Linked DNA regions of Mus musculus: region 1 is linked to region 2. A link is a contact called in public promoter capture Hi-C data. All regions are on one chromosome and are shown on one strand. The core of a region is the stretch at or near the end of the contact, and the rest is flanking DNA. Distances in the headings are between cores, read along the strand shown.

Region 1 (2,784 bases), core at 192-2,691, 82 kb before region 2:
AAAAAAAAAGAAGAAGAAGCTGAGCAGTGGTGGCACACGCCTTTAATCCCAGCACTTGAGAGGCAGAGGCAGGCGGATTTCTGAGTTCGAGGCCAACCTGGTCTACAGAGTGAGTTCCAGGACAGCCAGGGCTACACAGAGAAACCCTTTCTCGAAAAAAGGAAAGGAAAGGAAAGGAAAGGAAAGGAAAGGAAAGGAAAGGAAAGGAAAGGAAAGGAAAGGAAAGGAAAGGAAAGGAAAGGAAAGGAAAGGAGATAGAACTCAGTGGTAAATGCTTGTCTAGCATGCTAAGACTCTACTGTTGATTTCCTGCACCAACAAACAACCAAACCCATCAAGGGCATTAAACTTCACGGAGAATGAGTTCCCCATGTTGTTAATCTTTGACATCACTTTCAGTGTTCCCAGTAGTCCACAGCTTAAAGCTTCCCTTATTTCCTTCCTTTCTCACCAGGTGCTGGATGTAAGAGCGCTGGGATAAACTCATGAATGTGACATTCAGGGTTATTGTATTGGCATGTATTCAGTGAGGAGGAAGTCCTACATGGACACCTCTGCAGTGAGGAATGTGCTAGCAGGCTCTCCACTCAGGACCCTGAGGTGGAATCATCTCCCTGGGTTGGATCTTAAACCCCGCTTGCTGAGCTTCTAGCTCTCTGATGCTGGGTGTCCACTCTAGAGCCTTATGACCAAGCCACATGCCTGACCTCTGTGCTTCTAGATCTTACAGGCATATTGTTTCATTTTGGAGAAACTGCTGGAAAATGAGGAAACCCAAATCAACGGCTTCTGTATTGTTGAGAACTTCAAGGGCTTCACCATGCAGCAGGCAGCAGGGCTCCGCCCCTCGGATCTCAAGAAGATGGTGGACATGCTCCAGGTGAGGCCTCAGAACTTCTCACAGGCAGGGAGGCTTGGCCTAACTTCTCAGTTTCATGATGCAGGAAGGGACCTCTGACAATCTAGCGTCATCCAGAGCAGCAACAACCATAACGTATCTCAGCCACAAACTCTTGCCCGGCAATAGAGCCTGGTTTCATTGTCTAGCCCATATCTTCTGCTCCGTCTTACAAACCCAGAAACGAGGAACAAAGATTAAGTGACTTTGCAAGTTCATACACAGATAAAGTGGCAGAATCAGTCTGCAACCTCAGGCTGTTTGCCCATGTATATCCTGCTGCCTCTTTTTGCTTGAGTGCTTATCCTGAGGAAGAAATCTCTCAGCCCCCTCTGATTCCTTTATATGCTGGTATTCCCCCCACCCCCCATCCCCACCCCACCGGCTGTTCTTCGAGCTACCTTCTATTTGCATGTGGATTGGGAAATGGGGAGGCCTGACCATGATGTCCTAATAGTTTACAATGGTTTGAAGTCCACCCAGTGGACAAGTGGTTTGAAAACAACCCAGTCCCCAGGCTGAGGACACTTCTCAGTTGGTAGAGTGCTTCGCTAGCATACACAGAGCTCTGAGTTTCCTCTCCAGCACTGGCCAGTATGGCACATGCCTATAATCCTAGCACTCAGAAGGAAGAGGCAGGAGGATTAGAAGTTCAAAGTCATAAGTCAATCATATCATAAGGCCAGCTTTGAATACACACGAGACCCTGTCTCAAAAAAAACCAAACAATATCAACACACACACACACATACACACACACACACACACACACACACACACACACACATGTAAATACACCACCATATACATACAATCACCAAATAACCAAAGAAAGGGTAACATTTCATTCTCTTTAAAAAAAAAAACTAATTCTAAGATTTCATTTTTGTTTTTGTTTTTCATCATGGGACAGCTTTAGGTTGTATTACTTGCACAGTATCTTCTCTGTACCTTGGATCCAAAAATGAAGCCAAGGTTCTCTGGTGGCTGGCCCTAGGATGGGCTACATGTGGTGCTAGACAAGTCAGTCCTCGCTCCATGAGGAGAGACTGTGAGAACGTGTGTGTGTGTACGCATGTGTATGTGCATGTGTGTGTGTGTGTGTGTGTGTGTGTGTGTGTGTGTGTGTATGTGTTAGTGAGTAGGAGCCTTTGAGACCATTGGGGTGATGGGGCTGGGGGGAATCTCTCTGTCACTGCAGGATTCATTCCCAGCCAGGTTCAAAGCTATCCACTTCATCCACCAGCCATGGTACTTCACCACCACCTATAATGTGGTCAAGCCCTTCTTGAAGAACAAGCTGCTACAGAGGGTGAGTGTGTGGCTGCCTCCCAACCTTTCCAAAGACTGATCCCAATTTGGGTGAATAATCCTGGACAGCACCACAAGGAGGCTGTAGAGAGAGACGTCACGTGACAAAGATGGGAGGCTGTGCCTTGGTCTCCCCTCCCCCATCCTTCTGCTCAGTTGCCCTGCTCCCTTCTCTGCAGGTCTTTGTTCACGGAGATGACCTGGATGGCTTCTTCCAGGAGATTGATGAGAACATCCTGCCTGCTGACTTTGGGGGTACACTGCCCAAGTACGACGGCAAAGTTGTTGCTGAGCAGCTCTTTGGTCCCCGGGCTGAAGTTGAGAACACAGCCTTATGAGGAGATGCCCTGCCATGGGATCCGTATTAGCATCCCAGTCCTTCTTCAGCTTTCCTGAACCCAAGTCCGGGGACAGGAATGCCTGAAGGGACTGTTTTCCCAGACTTCCCTAGGTTTAGGAACGCTCTAGTGGCACCTCATCCCAAACCGACCTAGAGGGCAGTGAGGCAGGGGAATGCCTTTCATCGGGAGATATGTGGGGCAGTTAAATTCCCACCTGCCTCTGCAGTTACAGGG
Region 2 (2,700 bases), core at 30-2,529:
ACATAAAACCAAACATCAACAACACCATCTAGTATTTTCCTAACATCAGCTGTGGCCTTAAGAATTAGGCTAACCAGCCAGGCATGGTCATACACCTGGATCGGGAGTTCAAGGCCAGCCTGAGCCATATGACATCCTGTCTCACAATGAAATGGGGGGAAGGTTAGCACAAAACTAACAAAAAGAGAAAATGCAATTCTCATAGCTCCGGTAACTATGGTAACTGCTTTCTCTGGAATGATTTCAACTAGCCGCTGCTAAAAACAGTTACGAGAACCCTGGCAGCCAATGATGGAGACGAACCGGGCAGGGTGAAAAAAAATCTCCAAAATGTGTATAATAGACTGAAGGCTCCGGACACCTAAAGAAACTCCAGAGGGGCCTTGGAGACTCCTCTAAGGTGACACAGACACAGGACCAAAAACGTTTTGGGAAATCTCTGGCAAGATCTCCAGTCTGGTGAGAAACAGATCAAAGGCCACAGCCTCTTACACAGCGTTCTGTAAACTTCCCAGAGGGCTGGCAAGATGGTTCAGTGAGTAAAGGCGCTTGCTGCCAAGCCTAATGACCTGAGTTTGATTCCCAGAACCCGCATGGAAAGAGGAAAATGACCGTCACCAGCAAGTTGGCCCCTGACTTCCACACATGCGCTGTGCCATGAACACAGCCACACATAAAAGAAATGCTTTTTAAAAAGCTTTAAAAGTTAAGGTTGCCCTCCACTACATAGCCACACTCAAGGCCAGCTGGGAACACATGAATCCCTTAATAATAAAATAATAATAATAAATTTAAAAGACAACATCTCTGACCTAATTTTGGGTTTCTTTTGGTTTTGCTGCTGCTGGTGGTAGTGTTTCTGAGACAGGGTTTCTCTGTGTAGCCCTGGCTGTCCTGGAACTCACTCTGTAGACCAGGCTGGTCTTAAACTCAGAAATCCACCTGCCTCTGTCTCCCGAGGGCTGGGATTAATGGTGTGCATCACCATGACCATCCCTGAAACCGTGGCTTGAAAGAAAAGCAGAAGTGAACAATCTACAGGAGATCCCACAGCGTCCCTGACTTCCGTGCTGGTGAAATGGAAGTAACCTTTACATGTCTCTCTGTCCTTGTGGGAGCGAGAACAGAGGCCGGCCATGCTGGTTCTCCCAGTCTCCTTGCTGCTCAAGTCTAGCAACTCATCGAAAGCTCCTTCCCACACAGGCATTGTTTGCTGTAACACATGGGAGGTGAAACAAAGGCGAGAGCGAGTCTCTGAAGTACATACCTATGTCGCTTATTCCTCTCTCGGAGAATACGGGCTTTCCTTGAAGGGGTGTCCAGGTGGGCCAATCAGATCTGATCTTATATTCAAATTAACCTAAAAGCTAAAAAGAATGGGATTCGGGTGAGGTTTTACAGGAGGAGAAAGAACCCTTTCTTTTTGTTGTTCGGAGACAGAGTCTCCGTAGCAGCCCTAACGGGTGTTGAACTCATGGCACTCCTCTTACCTACCCCCACCCCCCAAGCTCTGGCATTAGGGCATGTGCCATCATGCCTGGCCAAGAACCTATTTTAATGAGAACATGATCAGTCTACCTTTCCTTCTCTGCACTTAAAGTCTTTAAGGAAAGGGCGATTTCTTTAATTCATGTGTCTGCCATGGTCTCGGACGCTCTCACAAACTGGCTCTGGGGGGCTGTGTGGGCCCTCAGCCCCGCAGTGCTCACTGGTGCTGGAGAAAGATTTCTTCTGACTACAGCAAACTCTAGCTGCTTTTACCCTTTGTCCCATGACCTGCTCTGTAGCAGTGCTGACAGGATAGGTGTCATCGCTGTGACCACTGACCTAACTGAGAAGTCTTCAGAGCGAGAAAGACATGGAGAAAAAGCAAAGTCAGGAGCAGTATGGAGGACAAACAGAAGACCCCAGAGGCTGGCCCCGAGTGACAGGTGTACAGGCGTATGTGCTGGGTTCAAGCTCCATTTGTTTCCGATTCACCACACTTCAATGACTTAAGATGAAAGGCCGCTGAAAGAGAGGCTCAACTACCCCTCACTGCGATCCTGCTCTACCTCAAATCTGTATGAGCTTTCCATAGTTCGAACGAGCCCCAGGGGCCAGGGTGCAGTGAGGCAGGAACTGCAGAGCAGTGTCCCCAGCCACATCACAGGCCACCTGAGCTCAGCAGCAGGATGAAAACAAGGCTCAGCCCAGATTTAAGCTGCTGCTGCCCCACGGCCTGGTGTTAGCTTTGCCTGACTTTGGTAGTGGCGGTGAGACCTAGGTCCCCTGTGTCAGAATTTCTTTTATGTAAAAGAAGAGTTTACACCACCATTATTTATGGATGCTTTTACTATACAATTTCCAATGACACATACAGAAATACTATATACCTACATCTCTGTGATGCTAGAAGGGTCAACTCTAGGTGCAAGATATTTAAATTGCTACTTCTCAGAGTGTTTTCATATATTTTTCAAAGTTCACAATGACTTTTAACTATTTTTGTTGCTAGAGAAAAGGCTTAAGAGTTGGGGGTGGAACCCAATGGTAGGACACTTCTAAAAGGTGCAAGGCATTGGGTGCAATGCTTGGTACCACAAGGAAGGAAGGAAGGAAGGAAGGAAGGAAGGAAGGAAGGAAGGAAGGAAGGAAGGAAGGGAGGGGGAGGAAGGAAGGGGGAGGAAGGGAGGGGGAGGGAGGGAGGGGAGGGGAGGG

What was found. Capture Hi-C pulls out chosen DNA fragments and counts their contacts.
Region 1: a promoter capture Hi-C map of liver shows a contact between it and region 2. The contact joins two enhancer-like sites. A contact is called at or near these places in 4 of 115 datasets of contacts at active chromatin or transcription factors (effector CD8 T cells, embryonic stem cells and oligodendrocyte precursor cells) and 3 of 9 other capture datasets (adipose tissue, liver and pancreatic islet).

What each region holds. Positions count from the first base shown.
Region 1 is chr7:79,375,323-79,378,106 of GRCm38.p6, reverse strand. Rlbp1 (retinaldehyde binding protein 1) reads left to right here. Exons shown (of 9, transcript NM_001173483.1): 7 at 722-880; 8 at 2,100-2,210; 9 at 2,389-2,784. The coding sequence ends at 2,547. Among named protein-coding and RNA genes, the nearest start is that of Rlbp1, 10 kb to the left of the region's middle. Within about 2 kb of position 1,441, at least 12 of the 459 cell types and tissues checked have an H3K27ac peak or open chromatin away from gene starts, as enhancers often do. A contact at or near this core is called in liver, where this site is marked.
Region 2 is chr7:79,293,175-79,295,874 of GRCm38.p6, reverse strand. It overlaps Abhd2 (abhydrolase domain containing 2), which reads right to left. Exons shown (of 11, transcript NM_018811.6): 2 at 1,268-1,367. Among named protein-coding and RNA genes, the nearest start is that of Gm39041, 4.4 kb to the left of the region's middle. Within about 2 kb of position 1,279, at least 44 of the 459 cell types and tissues checked have an H3K27ac peak or open chromatin away from gene starts, as enhancers often do. A contact at or near this core is called in liver, where this site is marked.